Regions from separate parts of the Gossypium hirsutum genome. Here region 2 is linked to region 1. A link is a contact called in public Hi-C data. All regions are on one chromosome and are shown on one strand. Each heading gives the region's core, a stretch centred on a gene start, on an enhancer-like site or on the middle of the called end of the contact. The rest is flanking DNA. Distances are from core to core; before and after follow the strand shown. Region 1 holds the start of LOC107959803 (ABC transporter B family member 15). Region 2 holds the start of LOC107959804 (inactive LRR receptor-like serine/threonine-protein kinase BIR2).

What was found. A called contact is a pair of places that touch in the nucleus more often than the background predicts.
Region 2: a contact with region 1 is called in a Hi-C map of leaf, with 7 times the contacts expected there. The contact joins the promoter of LOC107959804 here to the promoter of LOC107959803 in region 1. A contact is called at or near these places in 12 of 34 Hi-C or Micro-C datasets (callus, hypocotyl, leaf and 1 more).

The regions. Positions count from the first base shown.
Region 1 is chrA05:100,315,875-100,319,497 of Gossypium_hirsutum_v2.1, reverse strand. It overlaps LOC107959803 (ABC transporter B family member 15), which reads left to right and starts at 2,188. Exons shown (of 7, transcript XM_016895958.2): 1 at 2,188-3,071. The coding sequence starts at 2,847.
Region 2 is chrA05:100,622,394-100,626,199 of Gossypium_hirsutum_v2.1, reverse strand. It overlaps LOC107959804 (inactive LRR receptor-like serine/threonine-protein kinase BIR2), which reads right to left and starts at 2,483. Exons shown (of 2, transcript XM_016895959.2): 1 at 2,349-2,483; 2 at 181-2,166. The coding sequence starts at 2,418. The coding sequence ends at 380.

The DNA of each region.
Region 1 (3,623 bases), core at 939-3,438:
TAAATTACCATTTTATCTTTATATATATATATGTATATATATATATTAAAAGGGTAAAAATATTATAATATGTTATAAAAAAAACTATATGTCTTATTATTAAATTCCTTTTGAAGAATTTTGTTGAAATATTTACTCCCCTTTTAAAAATTAGAAACATTAAATATATATATAATATAATATATAATGCTTTCATTTATCATTTATTGTAATTTATTGTAATAATTATATTAGATATAAATTATTTTCATTGCGAAATATATTTCAAATATATATCATAATATATTTGAATTGGGAATAATTATATTTATATGTGATTTTAATATTTGAAATATAGCTTATATTCAAATTAAATTTTACAAAAAAAATATATTATTTGCTTAAAAGTATTTCAATTCATATTTTATATATAAAATTATTAATAATGCATTGCAATAAAAATTTTTATAAGTTAAGTTGATACATTTCATATATCTTAATATTAACAAATTTGTATATCATTTAAATGCATTTTTTTTAATTTACATTTTTTTTAAAATAGCCATTTTAACTTCTCAACACTATTTTTGTTAGAAATGCTAAATACTTAAATCTTAAACTAAATTTTATTGGTCACTCTTGGTTGGTCAAAACTTTGGTTAGATCAATTTGATCAAGCAAAAGTTGATGATTACCATTGTTATTGCTTTCGATGTTGGGTGGAAACCTCGTTAAACGCTTATTCTCCTCCACAGATACAATTAAGGGTGTTCCCAATATGGTAAAATTGAATTAATCGATCTAATTTGGTTAATCAGTCGGTAGTCGAATTTAATTCGGTTGGAAGTCAATTAATAATTTTTTGAAATTTCGATTATCAATTAATTCAATTTAAAACCGAGTAATTACTAATGTCTTATTTGTCATTTTCAACGGATAATTAACTGAATTTCAAGACTTATGTAGTGTTTCTAAATTATTATTTGTTATTTTCATCTCTATTTAAAGTTTTTTGAACTATTAAATAAAAGAAAATGAACATTTAGCAATGTATTTTTTTTAATGTTTATACTTGTTTTAATCAAAAGACAAAAACATATAAATTCTGGTTAATTCAATTAACCGATCGAATTAATCGAAATATTTCAATTTAGTTAAAATATTTTAAAAAGTTTTGATTCGATTAAGGGTTAACAATTTTTATATTTCAAATAATTTAATTAATAATAATTCGATTCGAATATTAATCGAACCGACCATTTGAATATCTCTAAATAAAACGACATATGCAACTCTTTCAACTCTCCTGCGATGTCAGCACAAGAGTCTCCAAACTTCAATTGCAACAAATGTCATCCCTATTCAACTTCCTGCCACTGATTTGGTCCTCTTTAAGTGTTACGAGGAAAAAGGTTTTAGATTATGATTTCGATGCTATCATATAGGATTCGGATCGCTGTTGATTTGGATATTCGCCATTCATAATTCTCTTAAACTTCGATTATAATTTAAATAAACGATTTATAAAAACTTAATAAAAATAATTTCTGAAATTAAATCTGATAAATTGTACCTAAGGTCATTAAAATCAATAAATTTACATCTTGATCATTCAATTTCAAATATTACAAAATGAGTATTAAATAATTTGAAAGGTTACAAAATGTCATCAGAGACATCTTATTCTCCTATGTTTTGGATTTTTTTGCCTTGTTTTTTAAATAAATTTTATAGTTTTATAATTTGCTATAAATTTTAAATAAATTTTTTTATTGTTTTTGTATTTTTAACATTTTTTTGAATTCTCAAAATAATTTTAATAATTTTCTATTATTTTCTTGAATTTTAAATAGTTTTAAATATTTTTTAAATTTTAATTTTTTTAATCATTATTAACATGCATGTGAACTGCCACGTGGATTTCAAATCAGTATAACTGATATATGTTAACTTTTCTATTTATTTCAGAGTGTTTTGACAAAAAATAATAATCGAGAGATTAAAAGAGAAAAATTAAATGATATGACTAAAATAATTTTTTTCACAAAATTAGACGTCAAATAATATTTTTATTTTAAAAATAGATAGTGGTTAAATAGTTGACAGCTATCTTCCACCGAGCTAAACATTATTATTTTCTCCCATTTTCAGGTGCCCCATAAATGCAGCACCCACTTTTCAAGTTTTATACTACTAATAGTTTTCCTTTTCACATTTCCTGGGTTCTTCAATTCTCCATATTATGTTTAGTGTTTAGTTTCCCTTTGTTTTAAAGCTCAAAGGTTTAGAAAACAATGACAGCGGATGATGGCAGGGGCAAGCCACGAACCACTGATCTGCGTAGGCGAGGGCGAGCAGGGGGGGGGAGGCGAACAGAGGGTTGAGTGTTGATAGACTAGGGCTTTTTTGTTTCATTTGCTTTAACTAATTTAGGCTGGGCTAGCTTAGAGTTTTTAAAAGTGGGCTTTTTTGGTCCGATCCAAGTTAATCTGGTCCAATTAGTGGACGGTTTGCTGTTTCAACATCCGTGGTCTATTTACTTTCTTTTTTTTTTACTATTTTAGTAACCATATAAATAAACCCTTTATTATTATTATTTTTCCTTTCAGTGGTTTACTCTTCACTACCAACTCTAAGCCACACAACACGAAGAATAGCTATATATACAAGACATTTCTCATGTTTGTTTCTTAATACTTAGCCAAAAGCATCACCCTGTCACTTGTTTCTCTTCTCACTTGTCTTAAAAGACAACTATTTTTGGAGGCAAGCAAAGAAAACAACAACAAACAAAAAACACGAAACACCCGGTGCTACCCTAAGTGGTTTACAGATTCTTTGGGTGCTGTTTTTATTTTCTTCTCAAAATGGGTAATGAGAAGGAGAAACAGAAGAAGATAAACGGATCCATAAGGTCAATTTTCATGCATGCGGATGATGTAGATATGTGGTTGATGACTCTTGGCTTCATCGGAGCCGTTGGTGATGGTTTTTGTACACCTCTTGTATTGCTTGTTACTAGCAAGTTGATGAACAATCTTGGTGATTCTTCAGCTTTCACTGCAGACATGTTCATTCATAACATAAACAAGGTCTTTCTTCGTTTTTTTTTCTTGGTTTTTTTTCCAAAAAAGGCACATGCATACGCACATACATGCAAATCAGTAAAAAGAAGGGGAGTAGCTAGGCATGGGCCCCAACCCCCCTCCAAATTTTAAGACGATTCTTATTGTTTAGGCTATTTAAGATAAACAAGGATAAAACTGCAACATTAAATTATTCTTATATCATGTAAATTTAGATTTCGTCCCTCAAAATTATAATTTATATGTTACCCCTTTTCAATTTAATTCTATTAAAATTTCATTTTCATAACACTTTTAATATATATCACTTATTACTTTTTTAGTTTAAATTTGTTTACATTTTTATTAATCAAATTAATATATATTTACTCTTGTTATTTTGTTAGTAATATTTTTCATCCTACGCTCATAATGAAAAATAATAAACTTAAATTATGTTTATTCTTAATATAAATTGAAGATTACTTATTTCACTTTTTCTAAATTAAAATCATTTCATGTTTTTATATCATAATATTGAATAATTTTATTATAATTTCTTAAATGTTGAGACTTCAA
Region 2 (3,806 bases), core at 1,234-3,733, 310 kb before region 1:
AAAAAATAATAACATTTAATAATATTTTGAATACATACAAAATATGAAGATGATTATATCATGTGACGTGAATTTTTATATATTAATTAAATTACTCTAACAAATATGCATGAATTGAATCACATTAAAGAAAATAACATTAAAATACAATAATAATCACATGAACACAACACAAATATCTGAATAAAACATTTTTTTTTTTGAAAATACATAAAAAAATATAAACTTTTTCTATACTTAAACCCGTATCAAGTTTCATTGCAAAACAAGGATGAAAGAAGATTTCTTGAAGATACAAGAACCTTAACAAGTTTATTTTTGTATTATACAACTACAAACTATATTTGTATGCATTACCATTCTGCAGACATGCCCAAGACTACATTGATTCAATAAAAATCAGTGGGAAATCATCAAACTCTTCTGAGAAACCATTTTCTTCACCCATGTTTTTCAATGACTCGTAAACCTGGTACATCGACCATCTGTCCTTTGATCGAGGATTGACACAGTTTAATGCTATTTTGAGGAACTGCAACATTTCTTCATCGTGCCCCTTCCCGCGCAGATTGCTGTCGGTAGCGTCTTTGATTCTACCGGAGTCTGAGAGATGATTTATCCAATCCACCAAGTTCCCTTTGAATCCTTCTTCACCACCTGCATTAACTTCCAGGGGTTTTTGCCTCGTTACCAATTCGAGAAGCACCACTCCGAGTCCGAACACATCCCCTTTAAGCGAAGCTACCGTTGTGGTTGAGTACTCTGGAGCTATATAGCCTAATTCACCTAAAGCTCCTTCCATAAAGCTAGTCTCATTAACATCCGAGGTATTCATAAACCCTGCCAATCCAAAGTCCATTATCCTGGCATCCAAGTCCTCGTCGAGAAGAATCATACTGGAGCTGATGTTCTGCTGCAGAAATGGAGGCCTGCACCCATGGTGCAGCCAAGCAAGACCCCTGGCTGCACCCAATCCGATGCGAAACCGAGTTGGCCAATCTACAACTGCAACACTACCATGTAGCAAGGAATATAGAGTCCCATTAGACATATGCTTATAAACTAACAGCTTTTCATCCTCTACAATACAAAATCCCAAAAGGGGTGCCAAATTCGGATGCCTAAGCTGGCCTAATCGGTTCATCTCCCAACGGAACTGCTTCTCGAGGATCCTACAACTTGTGAGCCTCTTGATTGCAAGGGCTGATCCATCAGGAAGCACTGCTTTATAAGTAGTTCCACTCCTAGTGGAAACTATGATGCTTTCAGCACTGAAGTTGTTTGTGGCAGCCATTAAATCAGCCAACTTGACTTTCACAAGTGGTTTCTGAAACAATGAAACTTGAGTCAATTTATGAGCCCTCAACCTCTCAGCCCAACCACTGCCACCAACAAACCCTTTTTTCCTCAGGCTCACCCATCTCAAATGGTGCCACCACCAGACCCCAAACCCAAACAACATTGACACTGCAGCACCTAAAACCCCGGCAGCAATTATAATGGCTAAATTCCTCCTACTCAAACCCCCACAGTTTCCAAGAGGACTCCCACAAAGATCACTATTCCCAGCAAAATCTGCCTTATCATGGCTCTCAAAAGCTGAAGGAATAGCACCAGAAAGATCATTGTTTGCTACTGCCAAAATCTTCAGCCTATCTAAACCAGATAATTGGTATGGAATTGGCCCTGAAAGTCTATTATTTGACAGTATCAAATTGTTCAAATAAGCACACTTTGATAATTCAGAAGGGATGGGACCTGACAGATCGTTGCTAGACAAATCAAGGGTTACTAAATAAGGCAACCAAGAACATATCTGAGAAGGGATATTACCAGAAAGCTTGTTAGCCGACAGATCCAAAGTCTGCAAACTCTGACAGTACTCCAAGGATTGAGGCAACCGTCCAGAAAGTTTCATGTCACGAAGTTCAAGTCTTATCAGCCGGTTTTCCCTTACATTCCAACATGTAACTCCATCAAAATTGCATATAATACCAACTGAATTGTTGTCGAAACGCCAATTGCTCAATTTCCCATCTGGGTCCTTGAGTGAATTCTTCACTCCTTCAAGGCACTTCATATCATCTTCAGTTACAGCTGACAGAACAAGCCATGGGAGAAACATCCAGCCTAAAACAGCGAAGTTGCGAAAAGATTCCTTCATTGCTTATCACCAACAAAAGAGAAAAAAAAAACCCAGAGTTTTATTTGTGATTTAGATCACGAAAACTGTAGTTGATGAGATGAATTTTGATTTTTCTTATTGTTGAAGTGACACGACTTTGAAATTGAAGGAAGTAAATTTGAACATAAAATGAATGGAAAAGTCCAAAGAGGAGTATACATACATGTCTTACGAGAAATTACCAAACAACTTTCATTGATTTGATTTTTTGTGTTTATTAGTGAGAAAATCATTTTTATTTTGCAAAATTTCTTCGCCAGAAAGGATAAATCAATTGTGTTCTTTTCTGCAAGTTTTTTTTGGGGAATAAAAAGGATTATTTTCTTTTTATTAATTTGGATGTTGATTACGGTTTGTTTGACTGGAAGAATAATTTGTTTAAAATAATAAATTAAGAAATTGTTGACCAACAAATATAGTCATGGTGTGGGACTTTGGGTGATGCACCAAATTATAATATTTGACCAAACCCGAATGATTCTTTTGCTATCACTTGAATGGGTCAATTTAAATGTTAAAAAGGTGATTAATATTAAATAAATAAAAATCAATTTTCTCTTTTTTTATATTTTTTTTAATTTTCTGCTAAACAAAATATCCAAATTCTATAGATGATACTGAATTGGTGTAATCAAGTCAATAAATTTTTTTTGAGGGAAGTTGAGACAAAATTATAAAATTTTAGGGTGTCCATATTTTTTGAAGGGTCAAGAATGAAAACACTTTACAAGACTTAAATTAAATATTTAATTATTAAGAGGACTTAAAGTTGAAATTATCCCATTCAACTAAAGGAGCGAATTCGATGTCCCGGCTTTGCCCCTGGGCCCGACCGTCATATTTTGTCCGGTTTTTTTGTCGCTGCTTGGTATAGAAACCAATCAAGGTGTTAGGAATTAGGATTGAGATAAGCCCAAGTTTTGTTTGGTTGCATTCATGAGATTCTAATAATATTTTTGATGAAATGAAAGTGAAACGCATTGGTCCTTTTTATTGTGACCAATGGGCCATTATCAAATACTCTTTCGCCACATTTCAAAGAAAATGAAAATTCCTGCCCCAGAAATACTGATTTCTTCCGTACCACATTCTTTCGCTTGATGTAAAAGATGAATAATATTACGTTAAATTAATATATATATATATATATATTAGTGTTTGGGTATTTAAATTTATAATATATGTATTATTTGTTAATGTACCCTTTTATCTTTAATTTTTTATTTTTTAATTTAAAAATATTAAACCATAATAAAATATTAAAATAACAAAAAAATGATATTTAATTTTATATTAACATTTAAAAGTAAAATAATATTACTATTTAAAATAATATATTAATATTATTACTTTTTATAACATAATAAAATATAATTTTATTATAATAGTAAAAATATTTATATAAATATAAATATAAATATAAATATAAATATAAATATAAATATAAATATAAATATAAAAATAACAATATATATTTTATGTTAACATTTATATATTATTATAAATAATATAAATACTTTTTTAGGGAATAAATAATACTAGAATTTTTATGACACGTATATGTGTGGAAACCAAAGATTTAGAATATAAATGTTTGTTTAAAAATTACATACAATAAATA